Regions from separate parts of the Sus scrofa genome. Here region 1 is linked to region 2. A link is a contact called in public Hi-C data. All regions are on one chromosome and are shown on one strand. The core of a region is the stretch at or near the end of the contact, and the rest is flanking DNA. Distances in the headings are between cores, read along the strand shown. Region 1 holds the start of LOC100624032 (arylsulfatase D). Region 2 has its middle 41 kb from the start of GYG2.

Region 1 (3,038 bases), core at 456-2,955, 33 kb after region 2:
TTAACACACACAAACCCGCGTGAGCGCACACACACCCCACCCGCAGCCCCAGCCCAGGGTACCTCAGTGTGTCGTTCCCATAGCAACCGAGATCCCCAATGCCCAGATCATCCGCCATGATCAGCAGAATATTTGGTTTAAAGGCGGGACCTGCTTTGGATGCGCAAGTCGGCAGAAGCAAACACACAGTGAGTAGACCGGGCAACGACTCCCTGGAGAGAAAAACAAAAAGGGGGAGGGGGTCCTCATTTGGGATGAAAAGTCGGCCTTTCAAGCCGGATTTTGGGATTAGCCTCTCTCCCGCTCTGGGTCTCTTTGTCCCAAGGGCTGGCGTAAGAACGCGCGCCGCAGAAAACTTGGAACGGCCAGTTTTGTGTTTTGAAAGTCACAGTCGGCCAAAATTCGGAATGAAGCCACTTGAGTTAAGCCCTCACTGAAGGACGGGCTGCGACAGGCAGGCAGTGCCCGTTTTTCCGGGTGTCCTGAACGCGCCTTCCGCCCCCGGAGCCCCGGCGCCGCCACGGGGGAGGCGGGCCCGGGTCGGAGCAGAGGGGGGCCTACATTTTTAAAGGATACGCGTGGGAGGACAAGGACCCTAGACAGGACGCGGCGAGGGCACAGCTGTTTGGACCAAACGGTCACAGCTCGGATTTGAAAGGCCCGTGACTCGCGAGGGCTGGGGCCCCGCGCCGGTGCGTCACGGAGGTTTGGGGCGGCCCGGGGGTGGACCCCTGGCTCTCCCAGTCCCGTCACCTGGAGGGACGCGGGCCCGAGGCGCTCCGATCCCGGTTTCCGGGCTGGAAGCTCCAGGGGGTCCCGGGGCCGCCAGCAGGGCTGCCCCGTGCGCCCGCAGTCCGGAGACTGGGGTAGGGAGTGGTCTCCTGCGCTCCTGGGATAGGGTCCCGGACTGGGGTGGGGACAGGTCGTGGCCGAAGAGCGGGAGGTGGCTCGGCGGAGCTGGGGGCGAGGGTGGCGTGTGCACAGGACAGGACAGGGCTTATCTTAGTTTTGCCGGGAAGCGAGGGTTTCCAGGCTGCAGGCCGCGCTCGGGCTGGAGGGCCGGGGGCGGGGCGGGGCGGGGCGAAAAAGCCTTGGAAGGAGGACGTTGTGGCGTTTCCGGGTGGTAACGAGGAGGCGGCCACGTGGGTTCGGACAGGGCGCGTCTTAGTGCGTGGGGGAGGGGACACGGCCGCCCCCGGGACTCGGGGACGGGGAGGTTGCACGGGAAGTGCTTGGAGAGCCGGGGAGGGGCTCGGCCGCGCTCTGCCGGGGCGTGGCCTGCCAGGTCCCCTTCCTCCTCGCGGCCCTTCCCCCTCCTCCATAGGCCGTGTTCCCTTTCTCTCTACTCCTCGCTTCCCCCAGCCCCCTGTTTCGTTGGGGGAGTACTAACCCACCCAGAGCTTTCGCCTCGAGTGTGTCCAGGGCAGAGACCCGACCTCCAGCAGCGTTTTGGTGACACCAAGGCGCACGCACAGCCGGGCCTTCCCGGGGGCCCACGCTCGCTCTGGAGCTCCTCCCCCCAACTCCGCTCCCCCAGTCCCCTGATCGAGTGGGGACCGTGTCCCAGGGTCCCGCGCACCTCGCGGCGGGCGCAGCGCGTCTCCTTGGAGCGGTGGGTCCCATGGCTGAGCGCGGCCCGGAGCGCCGGACCTTGCCCCGAGAGCCCTGTGTCCCGGACCCGCCCAGGGACTTGCGCGGCGATCGGGGGTGTGGAGGGACCTCCCTCTCTGATCCGCTTAAACTCCTGGGGCCTCCGGGGAACGGATCTGGCGCACAGGTTTCTCCGGGCGGGCACTTGCCGGCGGGCACTCCCAGGAGAGTGGGGCCCAGGAGGGGCTGATTAATCCCGCTTGGCCCGGGCGCGTAAACCCCCTCTCTTCACCCCTTGCCGCGCCGCGCCCCGCCCCGCGGCAGCTCCCTCTCTCCGTCTCACGGAGGAAGCGTTTTCGGACCTGCTTCCTGCAAACTGGCAACCGGGAAAAGAATTCAGATTCTAGAGGGTCCAGGATGCCAGGTTTCTCATCTGTGGTTCAAGAGAGGGGCGTTTAAAAATGAGCTAGCCTAGTTGGACCCTTACCAGGGGCTCTGGGGGTGGGGGGCGCCCTGCCTGGCGTGCTCGGGTCCCCTTAGCAGCTCACCCGTTCTTTTTTTTGACTTTTCTCATTTCTGCAGTTCTACCACATGGTCACGTGGAATCTGTGCTGACCAAAAGCCTAGGGCAGAGGAGAGGGGACTGCGCGGCCTTAAGACTAACCCCGAGGCCGAGGCGTTCCCATTGCGGCTCAGCGGTAATGAACCAGACTAGTTCCACGCGGAAGCGGGTTGGATGCCTGGCCTCGCTCAGTGGGTTAAGGATTTGGCGCTGCCATGGCTGTGGTTCAGGCCAGCAGCACCCCTAGCTTGGGAACCTCCATATGCCAAGGGTGTGGCCCTAAGACGACACACACACACACACACACCCCTAATCCTGAGAGTGTTGAAAACCCAGAGCCCTGAACCCCTCCACCCAAATTCACTGCGTCTTTTGGAGCAAAGACCTTTGCTTTTTTCTTGGCAAGTTCAAGTGGTTTATTTTTTTTGCGGTGATGCATTTAGCAGCATTCGTGCTTGGGCATCTGTATCGCTTCTGTCTTTGTCCTGGGTTATGGATTCTTTGAGAGGAGCCTTTCCAGTGCAGGACCTTACATCCCGGGGTTCTGAACTTAAGCAGATACTGAACAGCTAGAGAGCTTTGAGGCTTGGAGGGAGGGCAGGAAGCTGGTGTCCAGATGTAGATCCACATGAAGGCTGGTGAGGAGTCCCCGATGTGGCTCAGCGTGTTAAGAACCTGGCCTAGTGTCCGTGAGGATGTGGGTTCGATCCCTGGCCTCGCTCAGTGGGTTAAGGATCTGGCGTTGTTGCGAGCTCTGGGGTAGGTCATAGATGCAGCTCAGATCTGGTGTGGCTGTGGCTGGGGTGTAGACCTGCAGCTGCTGCTCCAGTTCAGCCCCTGGCCTGGGAACTTCCATATGCTGCAGGTGAAGCCCTAAAAAGAAAAC
Region 2 (2,965 bases), core at 391-2,890:
GTTTGCCTGGTGGGGTTTTCGACCCTCACCCCGTTCTTGGCCTCCTTTCTGACCCCTGGCCTCCTGCAGCCCAGGTGCCTGTGTCCCTTGGCGTCGTGGTGTCCTTGGCCCCAAGGACAACCTGGGCATTGAGATCGCATGGAGATTTGTGCATTTTGAGGGGGCTCCCCTCTCAGATGTTGGGTGGATGGGGGATGGAGTCAGAGAACAAAGGCCAACAAGAATTTGTAGCCGAGCGTCTGTGGCGCATCTGGGGAGACACGCTCTTGTTGGTGTGCTGTTGGCGGGAAGCTGATGATGGGCGTCTGGCCACGGGGCCACTTGAGGCATCATGGCCTTGGAAGGACCCTGTCGGTGTCACAGGACGTGGTATCTCTGGTCCGGGGCTTCTCCGGAAGGCTCCGTGCCCTGGGCTGTGGAGCACGTGGCTTCTGAAGAACGGCTTCAGCCTCTGGTCCTCCAGCAGGACCGCACCTGCAGCCGTCAGGGCTTCATCCTCTCTGTCCCTTCCAGTGGCCGTCACCCTTCCCCCCAAGCTGACCTCCGTTCAGTATCTCTCTGTGGGTGGGTGAAGGGTCTTGCGTCTTCTCTGGGGAGGTGTCCCCTGCTCCCGCTCCGAGGACCTGATGCTGCTTGTTGGGCAACCTCACCTTTGTATGGACAGCCCGCACTCCTGGACATTTTGCCACCCTGTGACGCAACCGTTGGGACCTTTTCAGTGGGTGAAACGTGTCCTCTGTCTCAGGAGGGGACTGTATGGCCGACGCCACGTGCTTACCTGGATTGCTCATGGTGGGATGCGGGATGCAGGATGGGAGGTGGTACAGAGATGAAGGGACAATTGAAGAGCGTGCGTGGTGAGGAGGTTAGACCGTGTGTGGGAGGCGGGTGGGGATTGGCTCAGATGCCTGCTGCCACCAGCCCCGTCCGGGACCAGAATGCACATGAGAGGAACCCAGCCTGGGGTCCCCCTGCCTTTGACTGCCCTTTTTAAAATCATTTTTATTATAGTTGACTTACAATGTTGTATCAATTTCTGCTGTACAGCAAAGTGACCCAGTCTACACACACACACACACACACACACACACACACACACACACACACACACACACACACACACCGGTTCTTATATTCTCTTCCATCCTGGTCCATCCCAAGAGATTGGATAGAGTTCCCTGTGCTGGACAGCAGGACCACATGGCTCATCCATTCTCAGTGTCATAGTTTGCCTCTGTGAACCCCAACCTCCCCGTCCATCCCACTCCCTCCCCCTACCCCCTGACGACCACAGGTCTCTCCGTGTCTGTGAGTCTGTATCGGTTCTGTAGATAGGCTCATTTGTGCCATATATAGTTTTTGAGATTTGACAGCATATTTATAATCGCAGATAGTATCATTCTAGTGAAAACATGGGGTTTATCATAAAAGATGGAAAATAGATAGCAACATCCACTTTGATACAGGCCTTGGTTTTTTCGATATATGCAGTCATGTGTGCCTTATTTTAGATTCCACCTGTAAGTGGCATCATGTGGTGTTTGTCTTTCTCTTTCTGACTTACTTCCCTGGGTATGATCATATCTGGTTGCACCCTTGGAAAACTAAATATAGAACTACCACACGACCCAGCTGTCCCACTCCTGGGCATCCATCCAGACTCTAACTGCGTTTCCAAAAGATCCCGCACCCATGTGTTCATGGCAGCACGATTCACAGCAGCCAAGGCAGGGAAACAACCTCAATGTCCTTTGACAGAGGCATGGATTTAAAGAAGACGTGGTCTCATGTACACAATGGAATATTACTCAGCCGTCAACTAAAACGAGAGGACATCTTAAAAGTTCTCCTCACCAAAAAGAAGGGGCATCTGTCTAACCTGATGTAGGCGTTTGCCGACACTGTGAGGGTGGCCGTTTGGCAAGACATGTAAAGCTATGAAGTCACCATGTTGCAACCTTCAGCTCCCACCATTGATTAGGTCTCCATAAAGCTGGGGACGAAGAAAAATCACACGCCTTGGTGACTGGGTCCCTCAGCCGAGGTGGCCTCCAGTCCCAGGCTGTACAGTATACACATGGCTTTCCTGGGTGGGGCTGGCTAAATCTGCCAGCCTATTGCTGCTTGTTATGCAAGTAATTTTTCTGGAAGGCCACTCCTTAGGATCAACGAGGGCACAAAAACAGGTCTCTGGCCAAGGGCTCTGTAGGAAACGTGGAAGGACATGCCCTTTTAGGGCAGTTTCTCAAGGAGAATTTTACCCACTCCCCCCGCCTTTTCTGGTAAGTTTTTGGAATGACTCAGGTCCCAATTCATCCAAGAACTATTTTTTGATCAGTCACTGGGCAAGGAATTAGGAACCACCACAAAATATTTGTAAAAATATAACCATGGCAGCTTTGGGAGAAGATGATGGGAGAACAAGTCAGGAAGAAACGCCTGTATTGCTTTGTTTTCAAAGCCATTTGGTCTGACAGGGTGTCCTTCGAAGACACAGAAGAGACCCAGGCACAGAGGAGAAGCCACGGGGAGGGTCTGAGAGGAGGTCCTCCTGCATGGGGGGGCCCCCCATCCAAGGACAGTGTCCTCCTAAAAGACAGAAGAGACCCAGACACAGAGGAGAAGCCACGGGAAGATGGAGACAGAGATGGGAGGGAGGTGGCCACCAGCCCAGGGCCGCCTGGAGCCCCCAGAAGCTGGAAGAGGCAGGAAGGACCCTCCCCTGGAGCCTCTGGAGGGAGGAAGCATGGCCCTGGGACCCCTCGATCTTGAAAGTCTGGTCTCCAGGACTGAGAAAGGATAATTTTCATTGTTTTAAGCCACCTGGTTTGTGGTCATTTGTTACCACCACCCCAGGAAACTCAAACACACACTGTCTGTAAGCTTGTGTAAATCTTAGTTTTTCCTCAAGACTCTTCACCTCTGGCATCCTCTGGAAAGCCTTTCATAGACTTCCAAGGCTTCA

The links. Hi-C and Micro-C count contacts between places; a contact is called where the count stands out from the background.
Region 1: a Hi-C map of skeletal muscle shows a contact between it and region 2, with 3 times the contacts expected there. The contact joins the promoter of LOC100624032 here to the enhancer-like site in region 2. A contact is called at or near these places in 2 of 47 Hi-C or Micro-C datasets (embryonic fibroblasts and skeletal muscle) and 2 of 2 datasets of contacts at active chromatin or transcription factors (alveolar macrophages and skeletal muscle).

The regions. Positions count from the first base shown.
Region 1 is chrX:124,280-127,317 of Sscrofa11.1, forward strand. It overlaps LOC100624032 (arylsulfatase D), which reads right to left and starts at 1,706. Exons shown (of 10, transcript XM_021079791.1): 1 at 1,580-1,706; 2 at 63-212. The coding sequence starts at 1,623. It overlaps LOC110257664 (a long non-coding RNA gene), which reads left to right and starts at 1,933. Exons shown (of 5, transcript XR_002340588.1): 1 at 1,933-2,014; 2 at 2,173-2,288; 3 at 3,018-3,038.
Region 2 is chrX:91,356-94,320 of Sscrofa11.1, forward strand. No RefSeq gene overlaps it. Among named protein-coding and RNA genes, the nearest start is that of GYG2, 41 kb to the left of the region's middle. Within about 2 kb of position 1,641, at least 11 of the 83 cell types and tissues checked have an H3K27ac peak or open chromatin away from gene starts, as enhancers often do. A contact at or near this core is called in embryonic fibroblasts and skeletal muscle, where this site is marked.